Regions from separate parts of the Sus scrofa genome. Here region 2 is linked to region 1. Evidence: chromatin contacts called from public promoter capture Hi-C data. All regions are on one chromosome and are shown on one strand. Each heading gives the region's core, a stretch centred on a gene start, on an enhancer-like site or on the middle of the called end of the contact. The rest is flanking DNA. Distances are from core to core; before and after follow the strand shown.

Region 1 (7,857 bases), core at 2,392-4,891:
ATACCGCAGCCACAGCCACACAGGATCTGAGCCACGTCTGCGACCTCCACCACAGCCACTGCAACTTGGGATCCAAGCCCTGTCTGCAATCTACACTACAGCTCACGGCAAGGCTGAATCCTCAACCTTCTGAGCAAAGCCAGGGATGGAACCCACATCCTCATGGATACTGTGGGATTCGTTTCTGCTGCGCCACAACGGGAACTCCCTTTCTTTTTTTTTTTTCTTCAATTTTTGGCCGCCCCATGGTATATGGAGCTCTCAGGCCAGGGGTTAGATCTGAGTCGCAGTTGTGACTAATCTGCAGCTGCAGCAACACTAGATCCTTGACCCACTGTGCTGCGCCAAGGATTGAACCGTGTCCTAGCACACCAGAGATGCTGCCGACCCCATTGCTCCACAGCAGGAGCTCTGGGAGTTATGATCTTAATTGAAGGGTCAGGAGAGTATCAAAGAGCAAGTGGCAAGATAAGCATTTTAGAAAACCTGTACTTTTAGAAATAATACACCTTTTTTTGGGGGGGGGGCTGCGCCCAAGACATGTGGATGTTCCCAGGCCAGTGGTTAAACCCTCACCAAAGCAGTGACAATGCCAGATCCTTAACGCACTGAGCCACCAGGGAACTCCTAGGAATAATACAGCTTTACCAGAGCTGCCAGAAATATACCATTAGAAATGGTAAAAATATCATTTTGTATGAGTAAGATAAGCACAGGCTGCAAACACATTTAAGATTTGAAGAAAAGGCAAAATCACTTGGAAAGGAGACACAATTTCTAAGACAAACCAACAAAGGAAAGGGGGGAAAAAAAGTGTCACGTCACCCCAGATGTGACAAACAGGTACAGGGATGAGGAAGAAGTTGGCAACTCTTCTCCAAACCAACAGATTTTCAGATAATTCACTGAGACCAGGGGATAAAATGTTAAAAATCCAGGAAAGCAATGACCACCAGGCAAAGCTGGCACAAGGGACTGAAAATGAAGCAGGGATAGAAACACCCAATCCAGAAGAAAGAACACAAATGCCACCAGAGCTGTAAAACTGCCCCAGTGTTATGACAACAGCAAGCTCCCCAAGGGCCAGGTATTGGCCTGAACCTGGTACAAGCCCTGGCACATAGTAGTACCCTAGCAACACGCAGGGGGTGAACCCCCAATTCTCCAGAAGAGGAAACCGAGGCCCAGAGAAGTTAAAGGACTTGCCCAAAGTCACAGAGCAGGTGGGTGATGGGAGTCAGGATTCGGCTCTGGGTGTCCTGGTTCTGGAGCACGTGCGCAATACATTTTTCTTGGAGAAACAAAATTATTCAAAAGACCTCACACTTGTTAAAGGCTTACTACGCACTAGGCACGTTATACATGTTACCACATCGACCCTTGACAAGAGCCTCGTGGTTGGAAGGTGGTCCCATTTTACATACGAGAAAACTGAGACCCAGCAATGGGAATGCAACTTGGCCAAGGACACACAGCAGCAGAGGTGGGGATATGAATGTGGGCCTATCTGTAGCCAATGCTTTTCACCCTAAGCTCTCCTATCAGAGTCAGAGACCTTATGGGTCAACTCAGGAAGCCTCACAACAAATGAGCCCATTTCAAAATGACTTAGAAAGTTGCCACACTGCCCAGGGAAGTCCTAAGGACCAAAAGGGTGGGGGGGGGCAGAAAACCCACACAGTTGTTAGAAATAGTTCCTGCTCACTGAAATACCTGGAGTTGGGCCAGGCTGGGCATGGGCGAGTGAATTATTTATCTTTGGCTGTGGCTAGGAATGGGAATGGGGACAGATTGAATTTCTGAGCACCCCCTCAAGGAGTGACCCTTGGACCTAGGAGCCCAGGGGTAGAGAACTAGAAGGCAGCCTGGCTGATGTTTTCCTCACTGGTCCTTCACTACCGCCCTCTCTCAAGTCTGAGTTTCTCATTGCCATTCAAAAAAAAAGACAACTCATACGTATCAAGCGCGTACTCCAAGCACGTGACCTGCTTCCCTCCCCAAACCCTCTAACCATCCTAGGGTTACTGATCCCACTTTACAGTTGAGGAGCCGCTCAAAGACTTACTCAAGGTCACACAGTAAGTAAGGAGTAGAACTAAAATTCAAATTGAGGAGCTCTCTTGTGGCCCGGTGGGTGAAGGATCTGGCATTGTCACTGCAGCAGGCTCAGGTCACTGCTGTGGTGGGGGTTCGATCCCTGGCCCCGGCGAACTTTTAGATGCCAAGGGTGGGGCCAATACATAGATAAATAAATAAAATTCAACCTGAAGACTGCTTTCAGTTCTCAAGTCTCTGCCCTACTCATGACACTTCAGTACCAGGAAAGGGGACTGTATTACAGAGCTGAGAGCACGGACTCTGAGCCAGGATGCCGAGGTTGGACTCCTGAGTCAACCACTCATGCTGGCTGACCTTGGAAAAGTTGCTGAACCTCTCTGTGCCTCTGCTTCCTCTCTGTAGGATGGAGACAACTTAAGGGGTGTTGTCAGAATCAAATGAGTTAATACAAACAACTACGAACAGGGCCAGGCACTTCCTAAACAATTAGTGTGAGCTGGAGTTGACTGTGGGGAACCCCTGCATGCTTCTGAGCGGGGCTGTGCCCAGATCAGTGCCAGAGTTTGAGAAAACGCCCCTGGGGCTGGGCTGAAAAAGAGGGAATCCATTAGCACCTGTGACCCAGTCACATTCCTGGAGCAGGGAACTTCCCACCAACAGCTCTGGGATGCAAGCCTCCTCTCTTCTCAGCGGCATTTTGTTCCCACGATACAGATAAGGGCACTGAGTTTCATAGAGAGGGGACACTTGCCCAGGTCGCAAAGGAATGGCAGAAGAAAAGAACTGAGTGCTGGACCGTCTGTACACATAAACCACTACACTTTTCTAAATCCCATTAGAGAAATGTGAGTGCAAAAGGTTGTCTCGATGGCCCTTTCTGGCCATATCATCCTACAGTTCTGTGACTGTCCAGTTATCGGGAGTCTCTGGCTGGGCTAAGTAAACTATCGCTACATGCAGGCCCCTAATCTCATGCTCCTCACCCCACCCACAGTCCCGGGTCCTAACCTACACACCACTCTACCATTGATTTCTCTCTTCTACCATCTCAGCTTGTCCTCCTGCCCCCAATCCGATCCAGAGGCTCCAACCCACGGCATCCACAGCTGGCCTCTCCCTCCGGAGCCTCCAGACCCCCTCATTCATCTAGCACTGACTCCTAATGCCTTTCAACATCCCCTAGGCTAAACCCCTCGAAATTGCCCCCTTCAGTGCCTCTGTCTGGACGCCCAGCCCCTTCTCCAACTCGGGACTCCTTCCTCCAGCTCTGAGCTCCCTTACAATCAATCCCAAAGCTCGACTCTCTCCCCATCTTCAAGACCCATCCCCAACCCCCATTCTTCTACTACTCTCTCCGGCTCCCATTTCTCCCAATCCCATCCCCCAAACGATCTCCCCTCATCCAGCCCCTTCTTTAGCTCCTGCCTCTTCCCTCTCGCCACCGGGTCCCAAACGCCCGCCCCAGTTCGCAAGCGCCCCTGGCCCCAGCTCAGCGTTCTCACCATCTCCCCGCGCTGCAGCTCCCTCGGCTACGCGGGTTTCCCCCACTCGCTCCTCTCCAACCTCCCCTTCCGGGTTCCCGCCCCGAAGCCCGCTGGGAATTGGAGTCCGGGAGGCCGCAGACTACAACTCCCGGAAGGCAGCACGGTCAAGCTTGGAGGTGGGGAAAGAAGCAAACTGGGCGGGCTCAGGAAAAGAATGACTCTAACTCCCGGGAGACAGAGAGCGTGTGTGCCTGGTAGCGCAGGCGCAGAGAGCGCCCACGCCAAGCCCGCTGGGAAATGGAGTGCAGTCTCCTCCATTTTGGCCCTGGGCTTTTGGAAACGGAATTGAGAAAATTTAAAAGGGGCGTTTGTGTGGGGTGGAGAGTTGGGAAAGAACCAGTTTATCGATTTACTTAAACTTATTTACGTGTTAATTAATAGCGCCTTTCTCACTTTCCCATCCATTTTTCCTCCTGGGTTGTTTTATTTTGGTTTTTTTTGGAGCCACCCCTACCCCACATGGAACTTCCCGGGCCAGGGATCGAACACATGCAGCTGCAGCGACCCGGGCGCTGCAGTGACAAGTCTGGATCCTTAACCTACTGCACCACAAGAGAACTCCCCCTGGTTTTCTTACCACCACCTAATTTACAAGTATGGGAATTAAGCCTTAGGATGGAGGAAAACCAGATGCATTAGACATTTGTGCACATCGTAGTTATAATAGAAGCTCCAAGAGGACAGGCCCCTTTGTGTATCTTGTACAAGCACCCAGGACAATGGAAATAAGTGTTGAGTAAAAATGTATTGCATGCTAATTTTATGCCAGACACTGCAGAGAACCCCAGTAAGAATTATCCCAAATATATAAAAGTTAAGGCAGAAAGATGGAGTCCCCACTGTGGCACAGCGGAAATGAATGGGACTAATATCCATGAGGATGTGTGTTCGATCCTGGTCTCGCTCAGTGGGTTAAGGATCCGGCGTTGCGGTGAGCTGTGGTGTAGGTGAGCTGTGCTGTAAGTGGTAGACGCAGCTCAGATCCCGTGTTCCTGTGGCTGTGGCAGTTGCAGCTCCAATTTACCCTTAGGCTGGGAACCTCCATATGCCGCGGGTGCGGCCCTAAAAAGAAAAAGAAAAAAAAAAAGTTAAGGCAGAAAGAGATTGAGCATATTCTCCATGGCAACACAGCAAGAAAATGATTTGAACTGAAATATTTTAGACACCAGGATCTCTACTCTCCACTAGGTTGCTAGATCGCCTCCCCTTAAGCTATGTTTTCCTGCCCATCCTCCTCATGAGCCATAAGAGTGAACTTTCTAAAAGAGAGAGTCGGCTATATTAAAGAACATAATTTCAAGCGGTGAACTGCCACTAAGGCCCGATTCCAGTGGCCCTCCTCTTTGAATCTTTTCTGTTTATGGCCCTTTAATGCAGCCTCTGCCTCACTAGTCTCACACTCTGTGAGCCTGCACTGGGAAGATCGCGGCTAAATTCCCGACTTCCAGCGCAGTGCTTGGCAGGCACAGAGTAGGCCCTCATTAGACATGCACTAGAGGGATGAGGGGGAGAAGGGACACCAGAGGGCAGGAAGGGAGACTGGTCAGGTCTCTCTGGCTAAGGGTTGGCGGTTAGGAGACCCCGCCTCTTGTTTAGGCTACTTCAGCCCGGGACTCAGGAAGTGGCCGGGGGGCGTGGCCAGGCAGGGCGGTGCCTGCGGAAAAGGCGGGTAGCTGAGCGAGCCCTGATTGGCCGGCACTTTGGCGCGCACAGGCCAAGGCTGTGTCAGGAGGCGCGAGGCCAGGCTCGCTCTGTGCAGGAAGGGACCTTTCCCCGGGCGCGCGTGCGCAGGGCCACTTGCACCCTGCCGTTTCCCTTCTCCAGTCTCGCGCCCAGCACACCTTGGCGGGAATTGGTGGAGGCGTGGCCTGGCCTCAAGAGCTCCCTCTTGCTCTTCTCCTCAGGCCTCAGGCCGGAGCCTCGCACCAAAGGGAATTCGTGCCCATCCCACGCCTGGGTTGGGAACGTGGCAGCCGAGGCCGACCTGGGGCTCGCGCGTGCACCGCCAGCGTCCCGAGACCAGAACAAGGCGCTAATCCGGCTCCCAAGTGTGGGGCTGGCACAAAACCAGAAGGGGGGCCTCACGCCATTTTGCACATCCTGAGGCGCGTGCTGGAGTCCGAGGGGAATGGGGTGGGGGACTAGCCGGCGAGAAGGGAACCTGGGGCCCACTCAGGGGCAGCACTTTGTGGTCGTGGCCTCCCTCTGTGGGTTTCAGGGGTCCCGGTGGGCCGGGTTGCCTTGGGTGCCCAGGCGGTGGGCGAGGCAGGACCCAGGCAGCAGAGCAGGAGTTTAGCGTTGAGGCTGGGCCTAAGTATTGGAATCCAGGCTCAAGTTTGAGGAATCCAGATATTCAAGTCTCTGAATAATGTTGGGGATGGGGGGCGGGGGAGTCTCAAGTTAGGATGTGCGGTCTCGGGATTTGTGTCAGGATAGAACCAGTTTTGGAAACCTGAAGATCTTGGGTTTAGGGACTAGAAGCTTTCTTTTTTTTTTTTTTTTTTTTTTTTTTTTTTTTTGTCTTTTTGCTATATCTTTGGGCCGCTCCCGCGGCATATGGAGGTTCCCAGGCTCGAATCGGAGCTGCAGCCACTGGCCTACGCCACAGCCACAGCAATGCGGGATCCGAGCCGCGTCTGCAACCTACACCACAGCTCACGGCAACGCCAGATCCTTAACCCACTGAGCAAGGGCAGGGACCGAACCCGCAACCTCATGGTTCCTAGTCGGATTCGTTAACCACTGCACCACGACGGGAACTCCTAGAAGCTTTCTTGTTGGAATCAGAGACCCTAATTTGGGTCTAGCATATCATTTTGGGGATCATTTGGGAGGATTGAAGCCTCAGTCTAGATTTAGCTTTTAGAATCTCAAGGAAGGGTGTGAGGTATGAGATTTAGGGTCTGGAGTCACAGTTTGGAACTTTGAGAATTGTTAGGGTCTGGAGTTCTCCACAATGAGTATGAGGCTTCAATATTAGAGTTTGGGTTTCAGAATGGAACTCATGTGAGAGCTCAGTTTTAAGGTTGGGGAGGGTGTCAAAATTTGAGGGTCTGAAGTGATGGTTTGGGGGTCTAGAGATCTTTATTTTAGGATCTGAGGTCAATTTGGAGTGTTGAGATTTGCTTTGGGAGCTTGGGTTTCTTTAGGATTTGGGTTTTCAATATTAAGGTTTGTGCTCTGTGTTCTTAATATTAGGATTGGGGTTCTATTTGGAGATCGGAAGCTAAGAATTTGGGGGTCTAGGGTATCTCAGTATTAGAGTTTAGGGTTTTAGGTTTGGGAAGGGCTTCCTTTGGGGTTCTAGGTCCTCACTTTGGGAATTTAAACTCATAGTTTTAGTGTCTTAATATCATAGTTTGGAGATCACAAGCCAGAGTTTTCAGGTCTAATCCCCATTGCAGGGTCTGACATCTCACTGTTGAGACTGAAGTTCTGAAGCTCAAGTTTGGGAATTTGCTGCTTTTAGTTTTAGGTCTGGGTCATGGTTTAGGGGCCCAAATTTACAGCTGAGGGTTCATGGACTTCAGTTTAGAGTTTTGGCATATTATTTATTTATTTGTCTTTTTAGGGCCACACCCTATCAGCATATGGAAGTTCCCAGGCCAGGGATCAATTCAGAGCTGTAGCCGCTGGACTACACCACAGCCACAACAACAACGCAGGATTAGAGCCGCATCTGCAACCTACACCACAGCTCACGGCAACACCAGATCCTTACCCACTGAGCAAGGCCAGGGATCAAACCTGTGTCCTCACAGATGCTAGTCAGATTTGTTTCTGCTGAGCCACAACCAGAAGTCTGAGTTTGGGCATTTTAATTTGGTTCTTGGCCTGTATTTACAGGGGTTGGGGACTTATTTGGGGATCTCCAAAAGAAAGGAGCACCATGGGGAGAATGAGGCTGCTATCACACTGTACACTCCTCCTGGAATCCCAGAGGTCACTAATAATTCTTTCTTTTTCCCTCTTTGCAGATGTGGGATTCCAGCAAACACTTGTGTTCCCCTCCACGGCCCAGAGCCAATTCCCTGGATCCCAGTGACAGGTAAGCATTCCCCTCTGGCCCATCTCCCTTAGAGCTACAGCCACTCTGGTTGAATAACAATAACAGTGTTTACTGGGCATTTGCCAGACTTTTTGCTAAGGCTTTTATTTGCATGATATCCTCTAATCCTTACAACTCCTTAAGGAAGTAGATGTGAATATTACTGCCATTTCAAGATGGGAGAATTCTGAGGTGGTTGGCAAAGAT
Region 2 (7,857 bases), core at 3,838-6,337, 110 kb after region 1:
TTCTCAAATAGGGATATTGGCTGAAAAACTATGATATATCCACATAATAAGATACCATGCAACTGTAAAAAGGAATGCGGAAAGGGAAAAACAGGAATGAGGAAAATATCTCCATACACTGCTAAACAGTGGGCTCTAGCAGATATTAAGTAAAAACAAGCTAAGTGAGGAGTTCCCATCGTGGCGCAGTGGTTAACGAATCCGACTAGGAACCATGAGGTTGCGGGTTCGATCCCTGGCCTCGCTCAGTGGGTTAAGGATCCAGCATTGCGGTGAGCTGTAGTGTAGGTTGCAGACACAGCTCAGATCCTGCGTTGCTGTGGCTCTGGCGTAGGCCGGGCTACAGCTCCAATTCGACCCCTAGCCTGGGAACCTCCATATGCAGTGGGTGTGGCCCTAGAAAAGGCAAAAAGACAAAAACAAAAAAACAAAAAAAAAACCCCGCAAGCTAAATGAAGACAATGTTCATGCATGTTTCCTTTTTATAAATAAGAGAGGTGGTTCCCATTGTGGCTCAGTGGTAATGAACCCAACTACTATCCATGAGGACTTGGGTTCCATCCCGGGCCTCACTTAGTGGGTTAGGGATCCAGCATTGCCGTGAGCTGTGGTGTTGGTCACAGATACAGCTTGGATCTGGTGTTGCTGTGGCTGTGGCGCAGGCTGGCAGCAACAGCTCCAAATCCCCCTAGCCTGGGAATATGCTGCGGGTGCAGCCCTCAAAAGGAAAAAAAAGAAGAAAAAATGAAGGTAACATATCCACATATTTAAAAAAAAAAAAGAAAGTAGAAAAGGGAGGAAATAGTTAAAAAAAAAAAAGATGGATCTCAATGTATTATCAGGAAAAGATGACAATGACAACCTGACACATCACAGGAAAATGTATACAATTCAACCAACTTTGGCCAAGTTTGTGTCTGTAACCCAGAATAACCTGAGGCAAAAAACTGGGTGTCAGCTGCCTCTTCTGTAATACAGGGATGGTAACAGTGTTTACCTCCCAGGACTATTCTGAGGAGGAGTTAGTATACATAGTAAACATGAGATAAGTACAGCTACTATTTTTATTGACCTAAAGGCTACTGCATAAGCAGTAAATAATCTGAGGAAGGTGAAAAAGATGCTTTCTATTTATTTATTTGTCTTTTGTCTTTTTAGGGCCACACCCGCAGCATTTGGATATTCTCAGGCTAGGGGTCGAATTGGAGCTATAGCTGCCAGCCTACACCACAGCCACAGCTACGATGGATCCTTAACCCACTGAATGAGGCCCAGGATCGAACCCGAAACCTCATGGTTCCTAGTTGGATTCGTTTCCTCTGCGCTATAAGGGGAACTTCAAAAGATGCATCTTTTAAAAGAAACACAATATGCTGTACAGAGTAGTTAATTCAAAAGGTATCTGCTGAATGAACACACCAGTGTCCTTTCCAGTCTCCGTGCAGCCTATCACGGCCACATCTCACTTAGTCAAAGCCTAGACTTTATGTGATCTGGCCCCTCCTATCTCTGCCCTCATTTCTCTCTGCTCTCCCTCCTTATTTCCTTCAGGTCTCAACTCAAATATCCCAGCAGTGAGGTCTTCTCTGACCATCCTATTTCAAACTGCAATTTCCTCTCCCTCTCCATCTGTGTCACTTTGTTTTTCTCCATGGCATTTATTATCATCAACACAAACATGTTTATAGGTTCTCAGAGATTTGTGTGTATGTGTTGTGTGTTCACTTTCTCTAGCCCCAGCATGGAACACTGCTTGGCATCTAGTAAGTGTTCAAGAAAAATCTGCTGAGCAAATGCCAAAGGGCTTCAACCATCACTGGGCTTGGTTAGTATCCCTACCTTTTGGCTCTAAAATGCGTGGGGAAAAACAAAAGAAAGAAAAACAGGTAATACTTATTGAACATTTAAAATGCGCTGGGCACAATTCTAATACATATTAATTTATTTAAACCCACAACACCAACTCTGTGAGGTAGGCACTCTTTTTTTTTTTTTTTGGTCTTTTTAGGGCCACTCCTATGGCATACAGATGTTCCCAGGCTAGGGGTCCAGCAGGAGCTGTAGCTGCTGGCCTATACCACAGCCACAGCAACAGGGGATCCGAACGACATCTGTGACCTACACCACAGCTCAGAGCAACACCAGCTTCTTAACCCACTGAACAGGGACAGGGATTGAACCTGAGTCCTCATGGATACCAGTCGGGTTCATTACTGCTTAGTCAGAATGGGAACTCCTGAGGTAGATACTATTTTTTTTTTTTTTGTCTTTTTTTTTTTTGCTATTTCTTGGGCCGCTCCCGCGGCATATGGAGGTTCCCAGGCTAGGGGTCGAATCGGAGCTGTAGCCACTGGCCTACACCAGAGCCACAGCAACGTGGGATCCGAGCCACGTCTGTAACCTACACCACAGCTCACGGCAACGCCGGATCGTTAACCCACTGAGCAAGGCCAGGGACCGAACCCACAACCTCATGGTTCCTAGTCGGATTCGTTAACCACTGCGCCACGACAGGAACTCCTAGATACTATTTTTTAATTGTTTATTTATTTTGTCTTTTTAGGGCTGCACCCACAGCACATGGAGGTTCCCAGGCTTGGGGTCTAATCAGAACTGTAGCTGCTGGCCTCGGCCACAGCCACAGCAACACCAGATCCAAGCTGCATCTGAGACCTATACCGCAGCTTACAGCAACGCCAGATCCTTAACCCACTGAGCAAGGCCAGGGATCGCACCCACAAACTCATGGTTCCTAGTCGGATTCTTTTCTGCCGTGCCACAACAGTAACTCCTGGGAACTCCCTATTTTTAATCTCCATTTTACAGATGAGGAAATTTGAAATTCAAGTAGGTAAAGTCACTTGATCAAAGGCTCACGACTTGTAAGATGCAGACCTAATGGGGTGGCTGCAGAATCTAGCCTTCTCACCACTGTGCTGGACTGCTTCTATAAAAAGAACTGCTTCCCCACCCCAGGTCTGTTCATGCAAGTCAAACGGTATGGCCACCCAATAATCCAGTATCTGCTGCTCCCCATCAGAACATAATGAACCTTTTTACTTTGAACCTTTCCACTCTTTTCAAGATGAGACTACATGGATCCACCCAAACTTTTTACCGTGTCTTTCCTCTTCCACTTTTTGTTTTTTTTTTCCCCAAAACGTATGCACATATTTCCTTTTCTTTCTTTTTTTTCTTCTTTTTCTTTTTACACCCACTGCATATGGAAGTTCTCTGGCCAGAGGTCAAATTGGAGCCACAGCCATGGCAACACGGGATCCAAGGGATCCAAGGGGCATCTGCGACCTCCACGGCAGCTTACTCCAACATCCTTAACCCGGGATCCTTAACCCATTGAGCGAGGCCAGGGATGGAAGCTACACCCTCAAGGTCAAGGTCAGGTCCTAACCTGCTGAGCCATAACCAGAACTCCCTCCCCTCATTCCTTTTTCTTTCTTTCTTTCGTTTTCTTTTTCTTTTTTGCTGTTTAGGGACGCATCCACTGCATGTGGAAATTCCCAGGTTAGGGGTTGAATTGGAGCTGCAGCTGCCAGCCTATGCCACAGTCACAGCAACACCAGATCCAAGCCATTTCTGCGATCTACACCACAGCTCACAGCAACGCTGGATCCTTAATCCACTGAACGAGGCTAGGGTCAAACCAGCATCCTCGTGTACCCTGGTCGCGATCATTAACCGCTGAGCCACAAAGATAACTCCCCCTCATTTATTTTTAACAGTTGCATAATATTTTATTATGTGACTGCTCACTGCCCCCCAACCCCGCCAGTCTCCCTACTAAAGACATCTGCGGTGGTTGTAGTCTTTTGCTACTACCAACAAACATTTCTTCCTCTTCCGGATCTCTGGAGCACTTTTTTTTTTTTTTTTTTTTTTTTTTTTTTTGCTTTTTAGGGCCGCACCTGCAGCAAATGTAAGTTCCCAGGCTAGGGGTAAAATCAGAGCTGCAGCTGCCAGCCTACACCATAGCCACAGCAACGCTGGATCCAAGCTGTGTCTGATCTATGCTGCAGCTTCCAGCAATGCTTGCCTCAACCCACAGGGCGAGCCCAGGGATCGAACCCGCATCCTCACGGATACTAGGTGGGTTTGTAACCCGCTGAGCCACAACAGGAACTCCCCCGCGTATTCCTTAGGGAGTCCAGTAGGAAGTCCCACTGCCCTACTCCCACCCGGGCGTATGACCACTCCTCTCATACACAGAGTGGTCCCATGACTATCTTTCATTCATTCAACGAACATTAACTGAGCATTTTTAGCGTAACCGTGCTGTGCTGGGAACACGGCGGTGACCAACACACACCCAGTCCCTGCCCCCGTGGAATTCGTGGTCACAGACAGAACTAACGAGCCACACAAATAAAGGCCCAATAACAAACGAGACCCCAAATGACTGAAAGGAAAGGAACAGGGACCCATGAGAGCATAAAACAGGCGGACTGCGGAACGGAGGGCGGGAAAGGAGGGCTTGGTAGAGGAAGTGACGTTGGTACGGAGACCCAAAAGATGAATGGGAGTTAGCCTGGCGGAATGAGTAAAAGGGATGTTGAGACAGAGGGGACTGCATGTGCAAAAAGCCTGAGGCGGGAAGGCGTACGGCGAGTGTGCGGAACCGAGAGGCCAGAGCAGGTGTGCAAAGTGAGGAACCAGCAAAGAGGCAGAGCCGCGGCCCGCGGGGCGTACGCGCCTTGGGGGCCACGTTGGAACTTTGCCCTGAGGGCACTAAGCAGCCACGGGAGGGTCCTGAGCCGGGGAAGACACTGCGGTCCCGAGAGTCACTGCTTCCCTCTCCTCTCAGCGTCCCCATTGCCCCCGACAGCGCTTCTGCCCTTTCAGCGTTCTTTCTCCCTTCGTCCCCGGGCCCCCACGCCACCCCCCGCTCACCACGGCTCGGGCCTCCGTCCCCCTCGCGCCCCCTCAGCAGCGCCTCTTCCCAGACGCCGCCGCCGCCATCTTCCGCTCGCCGCCGTGACACTGCGCACGCGTCCCGCACGCAGAGTCGCTGGGAATTGGAGTCCACTCTGCGGCCGGACTCCGCCCCTACTTTCTGCCGCGCCAGCGGCCTTCCTACTACGCCCTTCATTTCCGGCTTTGGGGCGCCAAGCCTTCTGGGAAATATAGTCCTTTGACGGGGGCTGGACGGAAAGGGAGATAGAGGCTTCTGGGAAATGGAGTTCTCAGTGGTTCTGGGTCCCTGGACGGCTGCTGTTAGAGAGAGCGGAGAGTCCCGGAAGCGAAGCTCCTAGGTGTTGGAAGTGGTCTGTTGCCCTAGTGAGATATGAGCAGAGGCCCCGATCCCCTCCACCTTTGGTCTTGGCCATTTACACGGTCTGCAACATTTCCGGCGATCAGTAGCTTCAGTCTTCCAGTCCGTCGAATGAGAAATGTGATTTCGAGGATCACTTACTGTCCTTAGAGGAACACATGGGGATCTCTGGAGACCGCTTCGCCTCTAAGCGCCCTTTCTTTCGCAGCAGACATGCTGGTCTCTGGCTGTTCGCTGGCTCCGGTCGAGATGGGTAGAAGGGTGGGGCCCTAGAGTTCTGCCCTCGAGGCTGTTATTACTGTCAGAAGTATCTCCCATCTGTAGCTCCCTCGCTCTTCAGCCATCTCCAGCTCTCACGTCCCCGGGCTGCGGCTCCCGGCGCCTGAGGTCTGTCTCCTCGCAATCCCGCAGGGGGCGCCCCAGTACGGGCACACCGCCCTCGGGGAGGCGGGAGGGGAGCCCAGGGCGGGCAAGGGCGGGTGGGGGGAGCGGTTGTCTCGACTATAAAGCGCGGCCGCCTCCCGCGGCGCCCGGGACGGCTGGGACCCTGGGCGGTCGGACGGACCGGCGCCGGTCAGGACTCGGGCCGTGCCGGCTGAGGGATCCGAAGCGCCGCTGCGATCCCCCCGGGGCCGGAGCAGGGGCGGGTGGGGGCGCAGGCCCGGGGGATGCTGGGCTCGGTGAAGATGGAGGCCCATGACCTGGCCGAGTGGAGCTACTATCCGGAGGCGGGCGAGGTGTGTCCTCGGGGATGGCGGAGCGGGAAGTGGGGGGCGGGGGGAGGAATCAGGGTGCGGATCTAAATGGGGGGCAAGGACTGGGGTATGGACTCAGATGGGGGCCCCGACTGGAACTGGGGAGCAGAGGAACTGGAGACACGAAGACCAGGTGTGCAGGAGTCAAGAAAGGGGGACAATGCATGAGAGCGCGGCTTAGGCAGTCTAGTAGGAGTGAGGGCTTAAAAGAGAGTCAAGAAGATTTAGGCAAGGGTCAAGTCATAGTTTAAACGTGAGAGCTGGGTGTCAGGGACCTAAAGTCCGAGGAATTAAAGTGAACAAACCAAAGATAAGACTCAGAGCTGGGGGATTAGGAAATGGGGTCCAGAATTGGGGGAAAAGGTAGGGACTAAGAGATGGGAGGTGGAGGGAGGTCACCATTAAGGGAAGTCTGAACTGAGAGCTCAGGGTTAAAGTTCAATGTTAAAAATGGGGGTTCTGGGGTAGAAATAAGAATTGGGGTTCCAGGATAAGGATTGGGGCTGCCATCTGCTTTAAAGTGAGACGTAGGAGTTGGGGCTCAGATAAAGAGATGAAAATGCTTAGAGATGAAGCTTGGTTTGGAGAGTGAGAAATAACAGGTGATTTAGGAACTGGGGCTCAGTTAGAGACAGAAGGGGTCAGAGTTGGGATCCTGAGAGCAGGGGATGTGGCAAGAGCATTGGCGGCAAAGGGGGGTAACACTCCCCCATCCCTAATCATGACCCTCACCCCTCCCAGCTGAACTTCAGAGGTTTAATTGTTATTAGAGACCCTCAGCAGGGATTCTCCTTGTTGGGAGTCTGGAGGGTTTCAGATTTCACACCCCCCACCCCATCTTCCAGCAATCTCCACTAATTGCTAATGTCCTCACCAGTCCCACCTCTGACCAGACTTCCCTGGAGTAGGGAGCAGGGGTGTATCTTAAGTTCCTCGCCCCGGGGAATGGCGAAGCCTTCCCCGGTCTAACTCCCATTCCTCTCGCTGCAAGGACTCCTTCTCCTTAGCTCACTCTCTCTCTGGTCAACCTGATGTATGTATGTGTGTGTGAGGCAGGGGGGGAGCCCTAGTCAGAGGGTTATGGGGATCTGGATACTTGGGTTTCTAACCTGGAAGGAAACTGTAGGCTCAAAGTCGGGTGTGGGACTTGAATAGTTGAGTCTCCAAAGAGACTAAGATCTAGGGTTTCCAGGGGCCCCAGCGTGTCTAAGTCCTGGGTCTGGGGTTTGAAGCTGTAGGGTGGGACTCCTGGCTACCCAGGCCTGCGGACCTTGGCATGGTGCCCAGGAGGGGCCAGACCTGGGGCTGAGGAGGTGTGAGGTGCACGTGGGGTGGGGCAGGGAAGGGATCGGAAAGGTTGAGAAGTGGAGGCAGGGTGGCTGGAGATGTCAGTTGCATGTGGAGGAAGGCAGAGACCGGGTTGGAGGTGGACGCTCCCAGGTAGTGGGGGATCCCAGCTGAACCCCCACCCCACCCGGGATAGTTCACAGTCTGGGGACATGATTTAAGGGTACCGACCACAAATCAATCTTTGGGGGACATACCTTAGTAAGTAAACTGGGGGGGTGGTCTGGGCTAAAGGAGTCATTATTTGGGGCACAGTCTGAAGTTTAGGGGACAAGTTGTATGGAAGTTGTCTCTGAAATGGAGGAACAGTCTAGAGATGGTCAGCACTTGGGGGCATATTTTGGAAGAGTTGACGCATGGGGGGCAGGAAATGGAAATACACCGTCTGAAGGTTTCCTCAGCTTTCCCATCAGAGGAACCATGTCCCCCACCTCCACCCCTGTCACAACAGTGCAGGGAGAAAAGTAC

What was found. Promoter capture Hi-C pulls out the DNA fragments that hold promoters and counts their contacts.
Region 2: a promoter capture Hi-C map of liver shows a contact between it and region 1, with 4 times the contacts expected there. The contact joins the promoter of SYMPK here to the promoter of FBXO46 in region 1. A contact is called at or near these places in 1 of 5 promoter capture datasets (liver), 1 of 47 Hi-C or Micro-C datasets (liver) and 1 of 2 datasets of contacts at active chromatin or transcription factors (skeletal muscle).

The regions. Positions count from the first base shown.
Region 1 is chr6:52,065,549-52,073,405 of Sscrofa11.1, forward strand. FBXO46 (F-box only protein 46) reads right to left here and starts at 3,642. Exons shown (of 2, transcript XM_021094574.1): 1 at 3,561-3,642.
Region 2 is chr6:52,175,295-52,183,151 of Sscrofa11.1, forward strand. It overlaps SYMPK (symplekin), which reads right to left and starts at 5,088. Exons shown (of 27, transcript XM_005664608.3): 1 at 4,906-5,088. FOXA3 (hepatocyte nuclear factor 3-gamma) reads left to right here and starts at 5,801. Exons shown (of 2, transcript XM_003127229.4): 1 at 5,801-6,024. The coding sequence starts at 5,956.